2 separate regions of the Sus scrofa genome follow, and region 1 is linked to region 2. The links are chromatin contacts, called in public targeted proximity ligation maps. All regions are on one chromosome and are shown on one strand. The core of a region is the stretch at or near the end of the contact, and the rest is flanking DNA. Distances in the headings are between cores, read along the strand shown.

Region 1 (6,395 bases), core at 3,006-5,505, 78 kb after region 2:
GTAATTCCCTTTTATGTAAACACTTCACTAAAGCAATTAGCATGCGATGGAAATGCGCCTTTGCGGGACCGTTAAGAAAGGTGGTGGGAAAAGGAGCCGTCATCCCCCGTCCCCCCATCTCCTTCCACTTTCCAGCAAGAGAGGACATCAGCCCACTGAGGCCAGGAGGTCCATGGGGCGCCTGATGGCAGGAAAAATAAAGCAGAGGCTGTGGAGATGAGAGACCCCACCTTCTGCTGGTGCCTGGTGCCTGAGACAGCTGGGTCCAGCAAACTCCTGCCGGTCTCTGTGCTGGGTACAGTGCCCTGGATCTCAGCGGCCACTCCCCCTCCTCTTTCCATGTGCCCTTTGCTCTGCAGAGGCCAGGAAACCGGAAGCCACCCTTCTCAGACTCCCTTGCAGCTAGAGTGCATGAGGAGCGGCCAAACAGCTATGCTTGTGCAGGATTGAGAAGGTGGAGCTGCCGTGGGGCCGTCTTCCTGCTGCGATCCAGGTTGTTGTAAGGTGGTTGTGAGGTCTGGTCTCTGTGTCCCAGGTCTGTTCATTGTTGTCCTGGGCCTCGGATGGTAGTCATGGTGGTGGCAGCATCGGCCTCAGCGTTCTTGATCTGTGGATGGTGACACGGTGGTATGTTGGTGTGTCCTTGGTCACCATAATTCCGATGGAAGCTTCCTACTTCCTGCCTCTCCAGCTGTCACCTGTTGCCGCCACCTACGATGTGTTTTGTTTTTTAGGGCTGCAGGTGTGGCGCGGCATATGGAAGTTCCCCGGGCTAGGGGTCAAATCAGAGCCACACTGCCGGCCACAACAACAGCCACAGCACAGCCACAGCAACTTGGGATCTGAGCCGTGTCTGCAACCTATACCACAGCTCACAGCTACCCAGGATCCTTAACCCACTGAGCGAGGCCAGGGATGGAACCTGCATCCTCATGGATACTAGTCGGGTTTGTTATCACTGAGCCATGACAGACCCTCCCCACCTAGGATTTTTTAAGCACCTAATGGCTGGTTTCCTGCCTTGCTGGTGCCGTAGGCATTTGGAGGAGGCTGGTCTGAATGGAAAACCCAACGCTGAATCAGTTCCTAAAACAGAGCTCTGGCTCCAACAGAGAGAGAGGGTCACACCGGATTGGGGGATGGGAGATGGGGAGGGACCCTCAGAGGTACAGGGCGGGACAGGACTCCTGTTTTTCAGAAACCAGTGGGATGTAGGGCAGTGGATAAAGATGTGGTGGGGGGGAGGAGGCAGAAGCTTGGGGGAGGACCAGCCCCTGGCTAAATGGCGACATTGCTAGGACCCTCCCTCTCCCCCTCTCTGGGTATCCAGACAGAATGGACTTTTGGTGGAATGCAATGGCCCAGGCACCCCCTCCTCCTCTCTTGGCTACTGCTGCTCTCTGGAAAGTTCTGATGAACCCACTCATCAACGCTGAGGCAGAAGCAGGGTCAGGCCTGTATCGGAGTCCCAGGGTGGCTGGGGCTGGGGAGGGCTGCTTCATTTTATTTTTCTTTTTAGGGCTGCACCTGCTGCATATCGAGGTTCCCAGGGTAGGGGTTGAATTGGAGCTGCAGCTGCCACAGTCATAGCAGCACTGGATCCGAGCCACATCTTCGACCTACCCCACAGCTCACGGCAATGTCAGATCCTTAACCCACTGAGCGGGTCCAGGGCAAATCTGCATCCTCACAGAGACACTGTGTTGTGTTCTTAACCTGCTCAACCACAGTGGGAACTCCCGGGGCGGGGCGGGGGGCCTGTTTCGAATAAAGTTTCTTCAAGATCAAAGACTAAAACTCTCCAGGGGAATTTTGTGCATCAGCTATTGAAGGGGAATTTTTTTTTTTTTTACATTAAAATGCCCTGATGTCATACATATAAGCCGACAGAGGTAAGACCCTGAGGCGCCGTAGGACTTGACAGTTGAAAACACGGTCCCAAATTCATTGACACTCCTCCCATTGAAGTGGGAGCTGTGTCCCTTCCCTGCCACTGGGCAGATTTGAGACTGCTTCATCAATGAGGCACAGTGGACACAATGCTATGTGCCGTGTAAGGTTAGCCAAGCCACCCTGGATCTCGGGGAACGCGGCTCTCCCGATGTCCCAGTTGTCACGCCGTGAGAAGCCGTGTGAAGAGGGCCTCGTGATCCTCTGTTTGACTGTGCTGGCCAAGGCCAGCTTTGGAGTCGCCGGGTGCAGGTGTCTGAGGAAAGAAGCTGGAGCAATGATGCTTCCTGCCCTAGACATCTTGGCTGCTCGAGTCTTCCCCACTGAGACGCCAGCCCCCATCCCTGGCAACCCCCTGACCCATGGATTCTGTGAACACGATAAACCAGATGCTGCTTACGCTACTAAATTAGAAGAGGTTTGAAACATTGCTGCCACTGACCGCAGCCTGGGGTCACTGCCCATGCAAGGGCCCTTCTTCCCTGGGCTGCCTGTCACATCCCACCCCCAGTGGGTTGTTGGGGGACAAGGCCTCAGTAGAGTCGCAGAGCCCAAGTGCCCTTTGTGAGACCTGCCCACTGACTGTCACAACCTGTCACCCAGACCTCAAGGATCTGGGCTCCGACCCCAGGCAGGCCCACTAAGGCATTGCCTGCAGATGCCATGTCTCTCTCGCTAAGAGTGATAGCAAGCCTGCATTTGGTTCAGCGGTGAATGATTCTCTTTTCTTTTTGGCTTTTTTTTTTTTTTTTTTTTTGTCTTTTTAGGGCTGTACCCGTGGCATATGGAAGTTCCCAGGCTAGGGGTCAAATTGGAGCTGTTGCCACTGGCCTACACCACAGCCACAGCAACATCAGATTCGAGTCGTGCCTGCGAACTATACCACAGCTCACGGAAATGCTGGATCCCTGACCCATGGAGCGAGGCCAGGGATCGAACCCGCCTCCTGATGGATCCTAGTCGGATTTGTTTGTTACTCCCGAACCATGACGGGAACTCCACGATGCTCTTTTCTCTCAGGGGAGCAGACAGACCTGGATTTGAGAATGAGCTCCGCCACCTACTGCCACCAAGCCTTTCTGGCAAGTTTTGTTGTGTCTCTGAGCCTCAGTTTCCCCTTCTGTGAAATGGGTCCAGTGTGCCATCCTGGCAGGGTTTCTGCAAGGGTGAGGCAATGAGTGAAAAGCCTTACTGGGAACAGCCATCTCTCCGCTAGGAACCTAGCCTCAGGGGAGGATGCTTGGTTGAACCCAGCACCCAGGGACAAAAGATAATGGCTTTTCCATAGAGTTCCTGGGTTCACTGGTAATAGTCGGGCTATCCATGCGCCACGAATCAGAGACTCAAAATAACAGTGACTGAAACAGATGGAACCGGTTTTCTGCCCCATCTCATCCTGGCAGGAGCACTCCAGGCCTGGCACAGCAGCTGTACAGAATCGGGTCTCCCACTTTTTCTGGCTTGTGTCTCCACAGGCTGACGGGAGAGCTCCATCCAAACTGACCTGCCACCACCATCACCCCTGGCTTCCAGCCACAGCGGGAGGGGACGAGGCGGGGAGACGGCATGCCCCAGGGTGGAGGGTGAACTCAGGACCCCCTTTCACATCTATGAGGTCTGCCTCAGTTGCATGGCTGTGCCCAGCTGCCCGGTCCTGGGAAACACTAGGGCGTCCATGTGCCCAATGACCAGTCAGGGCTCCTTGGCTGCTACAGAAGGGAGAGCAGACATGGAGGGCAGAGGAAAGGCTGCCTCACTGGGCAAGGACATAGGAGGCCATGGTCCCAACCATCTAACTACCCCCTCAAGCTCAGCTGTGTGGGGGGAGGGCATTGAGCCCAGAGCAGCAGGGCAGACACGGAGGGGCTGGACCTTGCTCTTGGGAAATAACCCTTTTTCACAAACCAAAGCCAGTGGAGGGTGTTTAGGGCACAGCTTTGAAGGGCCGAGCTGTCCATCCAGGCCTGGCTCCCTGCATTCTGGCCCTTTCATGGGGGAGTCTGTCCTTGGACCACGCTGGTCTCTCTCCTGGAAGACTTTCCCTCCCCAAGTGTCACTCAGGGCGCTGCCCTTGGCGTTGGCCAATAGTCACATGAAATACACTTTCCTTTTGCTGCAAAAGTGGCTTTTCAGGACATAGTCAGTGGGTCACCTCACTCAGTGTTCCCTCTACCAAGGACCGTGTGAGGAATTTCCACTAGAGTTAATCGTAGGAGGAAAACTTGGTTCCCATGGAGAACAGAGGCTGCTTCCTGCAGATAGTAACTGATCAGATTTCCTCTTCCGCCCTGGCTGCCAGGAGGCTTAATCACAGCATCTGTGGCCCCTGGGTCAGCCTTGCACAATCTCTTCTTCCTGTGGGCCCAGCATTTTAGTTCTTTGCATTGGTCTTACTGTTATGTCTTTAATACACATTGCCTCTCATATTCTCTTTAGAAAGAAGCAGGCGATCACAGAGAGAAAACTAGGAGTAAAAGAGAAAACCAGGCCCTCTTGATCAGGAAGGAAACTAAACTGGTGGCTACGAGGGATAGTTGCCTTGCTGTACCCGTGTGGCCGTGTTGACTCGAGTTTCCCAGCACCTGGGGCAGAAAGAGGGTGATTACAAGGCTGACCTCAGAAAGAAGGAAGCAGTTGGAGTTCCCACTGTGGTGCAATGTGATGGTGGTGTCTCTGCAGCGCTGGGAGGCAGGTTCAATCCTGCACAGTGGGTTAAAGGATCCAGAGTTGCCACCACTGTGGCATAGGTCTCAACTGTGGATTGGATCTGATCCTTGGCCTGGGACCTCCATATGCCATGGGGAAACCCAAAATGAAAAGAAAGAAAGAGGCAAAGCAGTGTTTCTAGAGAAGCAAAGCAGGGAGCCCTTAGCTGATTGGAGAGGCTCCTGTAATGATTCAGGGGACTGGCAGTAATTTGGGCACTGATCTCAGCTCCACCGCTTAGAAGCTGTGTGGCCCTGGGTGAGTCACTTAACCTCTCTGTGCCTTAGCATAGTGATAATAACTGCTGGCTTGTGGCTGTATCGCTTTGGTCTCTGCTCTTTTTTTTTTTTTTTTTTTTTTTTTTTGACTACCCTGCAACATATGGAGTTCCTGGACCAGGGATCAGCTCTGAGCTGCTGTTGTGACCTATGTTGCACCTGTGGCAAGGCCAAATCCTTAACCCACTGTGCTGCGCCGGGGATTGAACCTGCGTCCCAGTGCTCCAGAGACACTGCCAATCCGGTTGGAATCCGGTTGCACAAAGTGGGAACTCCCCAAGCCCTTTCTGTGTGAATACAAGTGACTTTAGGAGTTCTGAAATCTGATGCTCTGACAGACAGCTTCGAATAGTCCCTGCATCCTCATGGATACTACTCAGGTTCCTTACCACTGAGCCATGGAAACTCCTGAGTTTCAAGAATTAATGCATTTTAAAGAAAATGTTTCATGTCTGTAAAAAGTTATATACAAAGTTTAACACATTAGAAAGGGAACCTCCACACTTACCTACCCCCTCCTAAAGAAAAGAATGTTGCCAATATCCTGCCTGATGGCCCCTCACAGGCATATGCCCCAGTCAGGTCTCTCTTTCCTTACCAAACTCCAGAAGCCCAGACAATTTAACAGTGCTCGGGAACGCTATGCAGTTGTCTGTCAGGTTGCGACTGCAGCTCAGATAGGATCCCTGGTCCAGGAATTGCATATGCTGTGTAATAGCCAAAAAAGAAAAAAAAGAAGAAGAAGAAAAAAAAAAGGCTTGGGATCCCTGAAGAAATAAGTGGGGTTTTTTTTGTCTTTTTTTTTTTGGGTCTTTTCTAGGGCCACACCCGCAGCATATGGAGATTCCCAGGGTAGGGGTCGAATCGGAGCTGGAGCTGCCGGCTAAGAAATAACGTTTTAGGGAGACTGACCTACAGCAAGCTGTCTCCTGGTTGGCAGTGAGAAATACAACACTACCTGCTGTATCACTAAATAAAGGATGCCACAGTCAGCGACGGCAGCACCTCCCATGGTGAGCTGAACCCTGCGGCAACTCAGGAGGGGAACAGAGAACACCTGCCACCTCGGGGCCACTCCCAGGGAAGATGCACCCTGCGCAACCTCAGGCTGTGGAAACACAGGGTACCCCCAGCCAGTAGCTGAGGGGCATATCAAAGCAATGATTTCGGTGACCCCAGACCCTTCCATCTTCCCATATATAGAAAAGTGCTAAAATCCGTAACTTGAACTATCTAGTTGTAACCCTTTTTTTTTTTTTTGGTTTTTAGGGCCACCCGCGACACATGGAGGTTCCCAGGCCAGGGGTCCAATCAGAGCTGTAGCTGCCGGCCTATGCCACAGCCACAGCAATACCAGATCTGACCCATGTCAGTGACTTACGCCACAGCTCACGGCAGTGCCAGATCCTTAATCCATTGAGTGAGGCCAGGGATCGAACTTGCATCCTTATGGATACTAGT
Region 2 (7,337 bases), core at 1,830-4,329:
GAGGAACTGAACCTCCAAGTCTGTGGGACTAACTTGTGGGGAGCCAGGTGGGAGCGTGGAGGGCAAATGAAAGGTGGGAGCTGAGGGAGCAGGGTCTGAGGTGTGGCAGAGAGCAAAAGGAGGAGGAGATCAGGTCCAGAGGGATCAAGGTTCTGCGGACGTGCGTGCTGCCCTGGAGTAAGGTGAGAACATTCTCATCAAAATGGGGGAAGGGCTCTTGGGACTGGGCTCCGTCGCCACAAAAGGGACCTGAGCTTGGAGCAGAACTTTGTGGACACACATAAGAAGACATGTAAAAATTCCCATTGTGGCTCAGCAGTAATGAACCCCACTAATACTCATGAGGACACGGGTTGGATCCCTGGCCTCACTCAGTGGGTTAAGGATCCAGCGTTGCTGTGAGCTGTGGTGTAGGTCATAGATGCAGCTCAGGTCCGGTGTTGCTGTGGCTGTGGCGCAGGCTGGCAGCTGCAGCTCTGATTTGATCCCTAGCCTGGGAACTTCCATATGCCACCCTGCAGCCCTAAAAAAGCAGAAGACAAAACAAAACCAAAAAACACATAGAAGGAAGGAACCCATAAACACTCCCTTTTGCCCGGAGGCAAAACCAGAGAACTTGAGCTGAAAGACAGCAGGAGGAAAAACGGTGAGACAGCAGAAGACACTTTCTGCTCACCAGTCACTCGGGAAGCTGGGGAGGTGAGAGGGACTGTGCGACTCTCCAAGGGTCAGGAGAAACGCCAGGCTGTTGAGTTGGGGAGGCTGCCTGGTCCTGCATTGACGGCTGGATGGGATGACCTACAGGAGGGAGTAATAGGCTTAGAGAAATGAGAGGGAAAGGAACATGGGGCTGTGGAGAGGGCACCAGACCAAGGAATGTTCCTCATAGAATAAACTAGCCAAGAGATGAGACCGACGCTGGAGAGTAGAGCAGGTGCGCCTGACCCCTGGTGGTGACCTGCGAGCACTGCACCTCTCAGCCCTGTGCTTGCGGGTCGTGGGGTAGAAGGAGGGGTCTCCCCTCAGCCCACCTGCTGTGAAGGCAGCTCTCCTGCCTTAGAGCCCACCTCTTCAGCCCTCCTGCCACATTCTTATAAAATGGAGCCTTCTCTAGACCACCCAACCCAACCGAAGCTCTCGGACACCCTTGCTGAGCCTGGCACTGAGGGGGCCATTCAAACACATTGATCAAAGGGCGTTATGTCTGAACAAATGAACAATGAATTCAGAACTTATATGTCATCAGATTTCATTGACTTCAACCAGCTTACCTTCTTTGTGTGGAATTCCAAAAGGTCCGGGTATTTAAAAAAACACCCCAGGAGTTTCTGCTGTGGGGCAATGGAAACGAATCCAACTAGGAACCATGAGGTTGCGGGTTCGATCCCTGGCCTTGCTCGGTGGGTTAAGGATCTGGCATTGCGGTGAGCTGTGGTGTAGGTCACAGACTCGGCTGAGATCCAGCTGTGCTGTAGCCGTGGCGTAGGCCGGCAGCTGCAGCTCTGATTGGACCCCTAGCCTGGGAGCCTCCATATGCCGTGGGTACAGCCCTAAACAGCAAAATAAATAAATAAATACATACATAAATAAAAAATTTAAAAGACCCTAGACCTTTCCTAGCTGTTAAGGATCTAGCGTTGTCACTGCCTGGCCCAGGGGAGCTTCCTAATGTGATGGGTGTGGCCAAATTAAAAACAAACAAAAAACAACACCCCAGGCCCTCAATAAGAATTGACTAGATGTAGAATGAAGATGATTCTAAATACCTCTGCCCACCTAGAACCTTGGCACTCCAAATACTGACCCAGGCCCCTCTGAGGTTCTGTCACCCTTGCCCTCCAGGAGCCAAGGACTTGTGCCTCCCATTGACGCAGAACCACTTTCTGCCTCATGGGGTCAGTTTTGGTATGTCTCCTCCACAGACTGGGAGCTTTTGGAGGGCAAGGAGATCCCACTGGACACCTCTGTGTCCCCACCATGGCTGGAGTGGGGCCTAGGGACCACAATACGGGTATCCAAGACTGGGTGTAGCCAATGCTCAGGGGGAAGCACGGGCTGGGCCTTAGCAGGGGTTCATGTTTAGACCAGGAGTAGGGGTCGGCAGAGGGAGATCAGGCTGGTGGTGGTGCTGGGGGGCGGGCAGCCCCATGAGCTTGGTTGAAATGGGGTGGGAGTGGGCTGCCACTTTGATGCACGAATTGGAGGCAGCTAAGCACCCCCTTCGCCCACCCTGAGGCTGAGAGGCTGAGCTCTGAGCTGCGGGGGCAGGTCCCAGCCTGGGGGTGCGGCTGCTATTAGCTGGGCAGGGGGTGGAGATGGGGACTCTGGGTTGCATTTGCCTGGGAGCTGGGAGGGAAGCAGGTGGCAAAGCCTGAGTGAGTAACAGCCTCCTTGAAGCAGCAAATCTTGTCGCCTCAGGAAGTCCCACAGACACAGTGCACCCCCCACCCCCGCCGGGACCTTCTCCCAGCACACGGCCACCCCCGCTCCGCGGCGCCCGCGGTGCCCCAGCACCCTTGACCCCATCGCGGACGCCCACACTGTCCTCCGGGGCATCCTCCTCTCCTGAGCGTCCTTCCTTCATCCCTTCCCCCACTACATCCGCCACCCCTCCATCCCCACCGTCCGCAGAGCCCTCGGAACTCGGGGAAGGCGCCCTCCGCGCGCCACCTAGCTCCCTGGGTCTCGCGAGGGGCCGTCCCAGTGAGGGGCGGGGAGCGGGGGGTGTGGCCCCGGCGGTTGCGGAGCTTGGGGCGGCATCGCCCTCTGCTGGACAGACCAGGGAACTGCTTCACCTGCGTCCCCTCGTCCTTTCCCTGCCCCCCAGGCTGCTTGCTCTCAGATCTTCCTCGACTTCTCCGCCTTCTCTCTTCTTTCCTTGACCTGACCCCTGCAGGACTCCGACTATGTAGATGTAGGTCCTGGTTCCAGCTCTGTTACAGGCTGTCTGCGGCCTCCCCGAGGCTTGGCTTCCTTCCCTGTGAAATAGCAGTCGTGAAGTCCAAATGCGGGACAGTGAAAGGAGACACTTTGTAAACTGAACGGGAGCATCTGAGGATGAGGTGCGGTTGTTGTTAAGGCTATAACGACACTAGCATTCCGGAGGGAGGGGGAGGGAATCATCTTTCTCCCTGGCCCTGGCCCACTGTGGAAGGAGAGGCAAAATTCATCCCTTTGGAATGCCACATTTTTTTTGCTTTTTCTTTCTTTCTTCTTCTTCTTCTTCTTCTTTTTTTTTTTTTTAGGGCGGCACCCGCAGCATATGGAAGTTCCCAGGCTAGGGGTCCAATCGGAGCTACAGCTGCCGGCCTACACCGCAGCCACAGCACAGCACCCCAGCCGAGTCTGCGACCTACACCACAGCTTACCGCAATGCTGGTTCCCTGACCCACTGAGTGAGGCCAGGGATGGAACCCATGTCCTCATGGACACTAGTCGGGTTCGTTTCCGCTGTGCCACAACAGGAACTTCCGGGAATACCACATTTTGCTGCACTGCCTTTCAGTCTTTTAAAACAATGATTTATATATATATATGTATTTAGAGTATATATTATGTACATATATATATTTATTTAATGCAAATGTGACCATACTCTGCATGCTCTTTTATGGCCTGTCTTTTTTTCTCCAAGTGCACAAACCATGGTAAAAGCCTGGCTTCTGGAGTCAGACAAACTCAAATGCAGGTCCTTGCTCTGTGATTTTATATTTTCATTCTTGGGCAAAGCACATCACGTTTACTTTTTCTCAGCCTCAGTTTTCTCCTCTGCAAAATGGTGATCATGTCAGGAACACTCACTCCACAGGCTTGTGATAAAGCCTTGGGCATAGCCAGCTCAGAACCTGTTAGCGGATATTTTCGATATTATCGCGCTGCCTGTAGCCGCCTGATCCTTGGAGCAGGTACGGTGTTCTCCCTCCTACTTGGGCCGTAACTGCAGGAAAGGGAGAGATCTCCATCTTTGAGCCCGCCCCTCCCCAAGACTGCTCTTGGTCACGTGGGTCTCGTTATTCCTCCAGCCCATCCAGAATTTCCCCTTCTAGGCCCCTCCAACTCATCCTCCATGCCTTCGACTTCTTCCCCAGAGAAGGGCTTTCCCTTCTCATTTCCCCTGGGTCCCTGCTACCTTGTGGCCTCCTCAGAGAAGCCTCTCCGACTGTTCCTTCCTCATTAGCAGCCTCCATCCTTCTCTAGCCATTTAGCTGCTCTCCGTTCTTCATAGCACGTATTATATGGCGTTATGTTCCTTATGTTTTTATTTGTCTCTCCCCGCCAATGTGTCTCCCTGGAAGGTAGGAACTTTTGGAGTTTTTCCTCCACCTCTGTGCTTCCTAGAAGACTTCCCGGCACATAGTAGGTCCTGGAGAGATTTTTTGTTTGTTTGTTTGTTTTTTGGGTGAACATTAATGTATCTACCTTTCTCCCTTAGGAGGCTGCAGCCCGGTAGAAGCCACGTCTGTCCAGGAGTTCCCGTCGTGGCGCAGTGGTTAACGAATCCGACTAGGAACCATGAGGTTGCAGGTTCGGTCCCTGCCCTTGCTCAGTGGGTTAACGATCCGGCGTTGCCGTGAGCTGTGGTGTAGGTTGCAGACGCGGCTCGGATCCCGCGTTGCTGTGGCTCCGGCGTAGGCCAGTGGCTACAGCTCCGATTCGACCCCTAGCCTGGGAACCTCCATATGCCGCAGGAGCGGCCCAAAGAAATAGCAAAAAGACAAAAAAAAAAAAAAAAAAAAAAAAAAGCCACGTCTGTCCAGTAGAGGGCACCAGCGCACAGCATTTTGGGGTCTCTCTGGGTTGGTGCTAGGATACAGCCCGCAGGCCTCTCTCCTCCCACTCTGTGGGCGCTCAGTCCCTGGTACCGGAAGCAGGAGGGCCCCCTGTGCTAATCTGCCCTGGCAAGGAGCTGGCATGCCCTGGCCGCCTCATCCGGCGTGCTCCGGTGCCCGAGGTCGGAATACCCTGACCGTCGTCCCGGACACACCCCCTAGCAGCTGAGGTGTCTGGACGGATCACACCCTGTCCCCGGCTCCGCAAAAGGAGGGCAATGACAGGAGTCGCACTGCTGGCTCCTGCGTTTGCTGTGAGGCCCAGACAGGAATGTGTGTGAAATGTTTTGTGAATGTAAACACCAGGGGAATATAATTTACACATCCCTTTATTGGCAGTGGCAGCAGATTAGCAACAAAAGAGGAGAGCTTAGCGGGCACTTGCAAGGCTCAGTGAAGGTGGGTTTATGAAGCAGATTAAGACGGTGGAAGGAGAAAGAAGTTAAAAATAACAACTACCTTTCACCAAGAGCTTATTAGGAGCCAAGGCGGAGGAAAGTGATCTCCAAACATTGTCTAATTATAGCCAACACTTACATGGGGCTGCCCTGTGCCAGGCACTAAGTGCCTTATGCATAGAACACATGGGACCCTGACAACTCAGGGAGCTTGAGTCGTGCCACTGTCCCCATTCTACACAAGGAACCCAGAGGCAAGGAGAGCTGAAACAAGTTGCCCAAGGCCACCCAGGGAATTCAAACCTCAGCAATCTGCCTCCTGGCAGAATGGGCTCCTAAACCCTCACGGTTGCAACTACAAGGAAAAGGAGACACTATCTTTCCATTTCCCATCTGGGGGTGGGGGGAGCTGAGGCTCAGCTAGCTGACGGTCTGCCCAAAGCCATGAGGTGAATATACGGGTATTTGAACCCTGCTTAACCTCCAAGGATACTTCTCTGTCCCACCAGGGTCAGGAAAGGGGCTTCTGGAATGGGTACGGGGGTCTGTGAGAGGGGTCAGAGGCAAACACTGGCTGCCTCTTGCTTTGGGGTTCAGGGGAGGGTGAGAGAACAGAGGCCATGCAGGGCTGAGGGGTGGAGAGGCTGCCTGGTGACCTCAGATCCATGGGAGAGAAGGGCCAGGTTGGGAGGGAGGAAGTGAACGTCGCAGGGAGCCCCCGGGCTGCCCACAGCCATTCCACCCGGGTCCGTGAGCTGCCACCACGCACTTGCACACGTGGAACAGGGGCTCTGAGGGGCTGGCCTGACTGGGGGAGGTGGGAGCAGCCCCGTCCCTTGTCACAAGTGCCCCCGGCCCTGCCCCTGGCTTCCAGCCTGTTACATAAGCTGCTCCGTACCCAGGGACTGGAAATAGCCATGGCATTGCCGGGCTGGGCCGGGGGGCATGATGAATGGTCTTCAGGAGCGTCAGCTGACCTCTCCTGAAGTGACCTGAGGGCCTGCCGGCAGCTCAGGTTACCCAGCCCCGCCTGGGAGGACGCCCTGCCCATCCGCTGTGACTCTCTGTCTGGACATTTATGGTGCGAGCGTCTGAGCGATCGTCCCACTCTCAAGCCTGAGTGGCTGAGGCCGCTCACAGCCTCACAGCACCCACAGCAGCCTCCCTGGGTGCGGGAGCCAGGGCCTCGCCCACAGAAAGTGGCCTGGCATCTCTGCAGCCAGCCCCAGGGAGAGCGGGGAGCTCTGTACCTCTGCATCCCTGGCCCCAAGAGGGGAGCGAGAGAAGCCAGTGAAATGGGGGGTGGGGTGGGGGCTGCTGGAGGCCGCAGGGTCTCTGTACCCCACTGCCATCCCCACGCCTCCGTGTCACGGCCCACCCTGTCACCACACCCATGGCCCCTGGATCCCAGAGCTGCCCACATACTCTGATGCCCCCTGGAAACACAGAGTCACACGCCTGCTCCAGACACAAGGCACACACCCCCCTACTCCTGAGAGCACCTTGGGCAGACTTTTGAAGACCACTGGGCGTGTGGGAGAGTGTTGTTGCAGTGTAGCGTGATTGAGGGGTAAGAATTATGAATATGGGTTGCTCCCATCATGGCTCAGTGAGTACGGCTATTCCAATTCCCAACCTTTAAGATACCTTTAAGGAGTTCCCCTTGTGGCGCAGTGGAAATGAATCTGACTAGTAACTACGAGGTTGAGGGTTCAATCCCTGGCTTCGCTCAATGGGTTAAGGATCTGGTGTTGCCCTGAGCTGTGATGTGGGTTGAAGGCACGGCTCAGATCCCACATTGCTGTGGCCGTGGTGTAGGCCAGCAGCTGCAGCTCCGATTAGACCCCTAGCCTGGAAACCTCCATATGCCATGGGTGCAGCCCTAAAAAGCAAAAAAAAAAAAAAAGATACCTTTAAGATACCTATTCCTCAAAACAAAAGCAAAAACAAACAACAAAAACCCCTCCCTAAAAATATAGAATCAAAGCTTTAGATTTGTTAAATCGCCTGATTATTCTCTCCCAGATCCTTCAGTGGAATGGGCAGTACTAGGGAGTAACTCTTCACTCCATGTCTCCAGAACCTTCTGACAGGTAAGAATTCCACAATT

Evidence for each region.
Region 1: a targeted proximity ligation map of alveolar macrophages shows a contact between it and region 2. A contact is called at or near these places in 6 of 47 Hi-C or Micro-C datasets (blood, embryonic fibroblasts, epiblast stem cells and 2 more) and 2 of 2 datasets of targeted methods (alveolar macrophages and skeletal muscle).

Annotation. Positions count from the first base shown.
Region 1 is chr5:17,447,101-17,453,495 of Sscrofa11.1, forward strand. No RefSeq gene overlaps it. Among named protein-coding and RNA genes, the nearest start is that of ATG101, 32 kb to the left of the region's middle.
Region 2 is chr5:17,370,187-17,377,523 of Sscrofa11.1, forward strand. No RefSeq gene overlaps it. Among named protein-coding and RNA genes, the nearest start is that of GRASP, 16 kb to the left of the region's middle.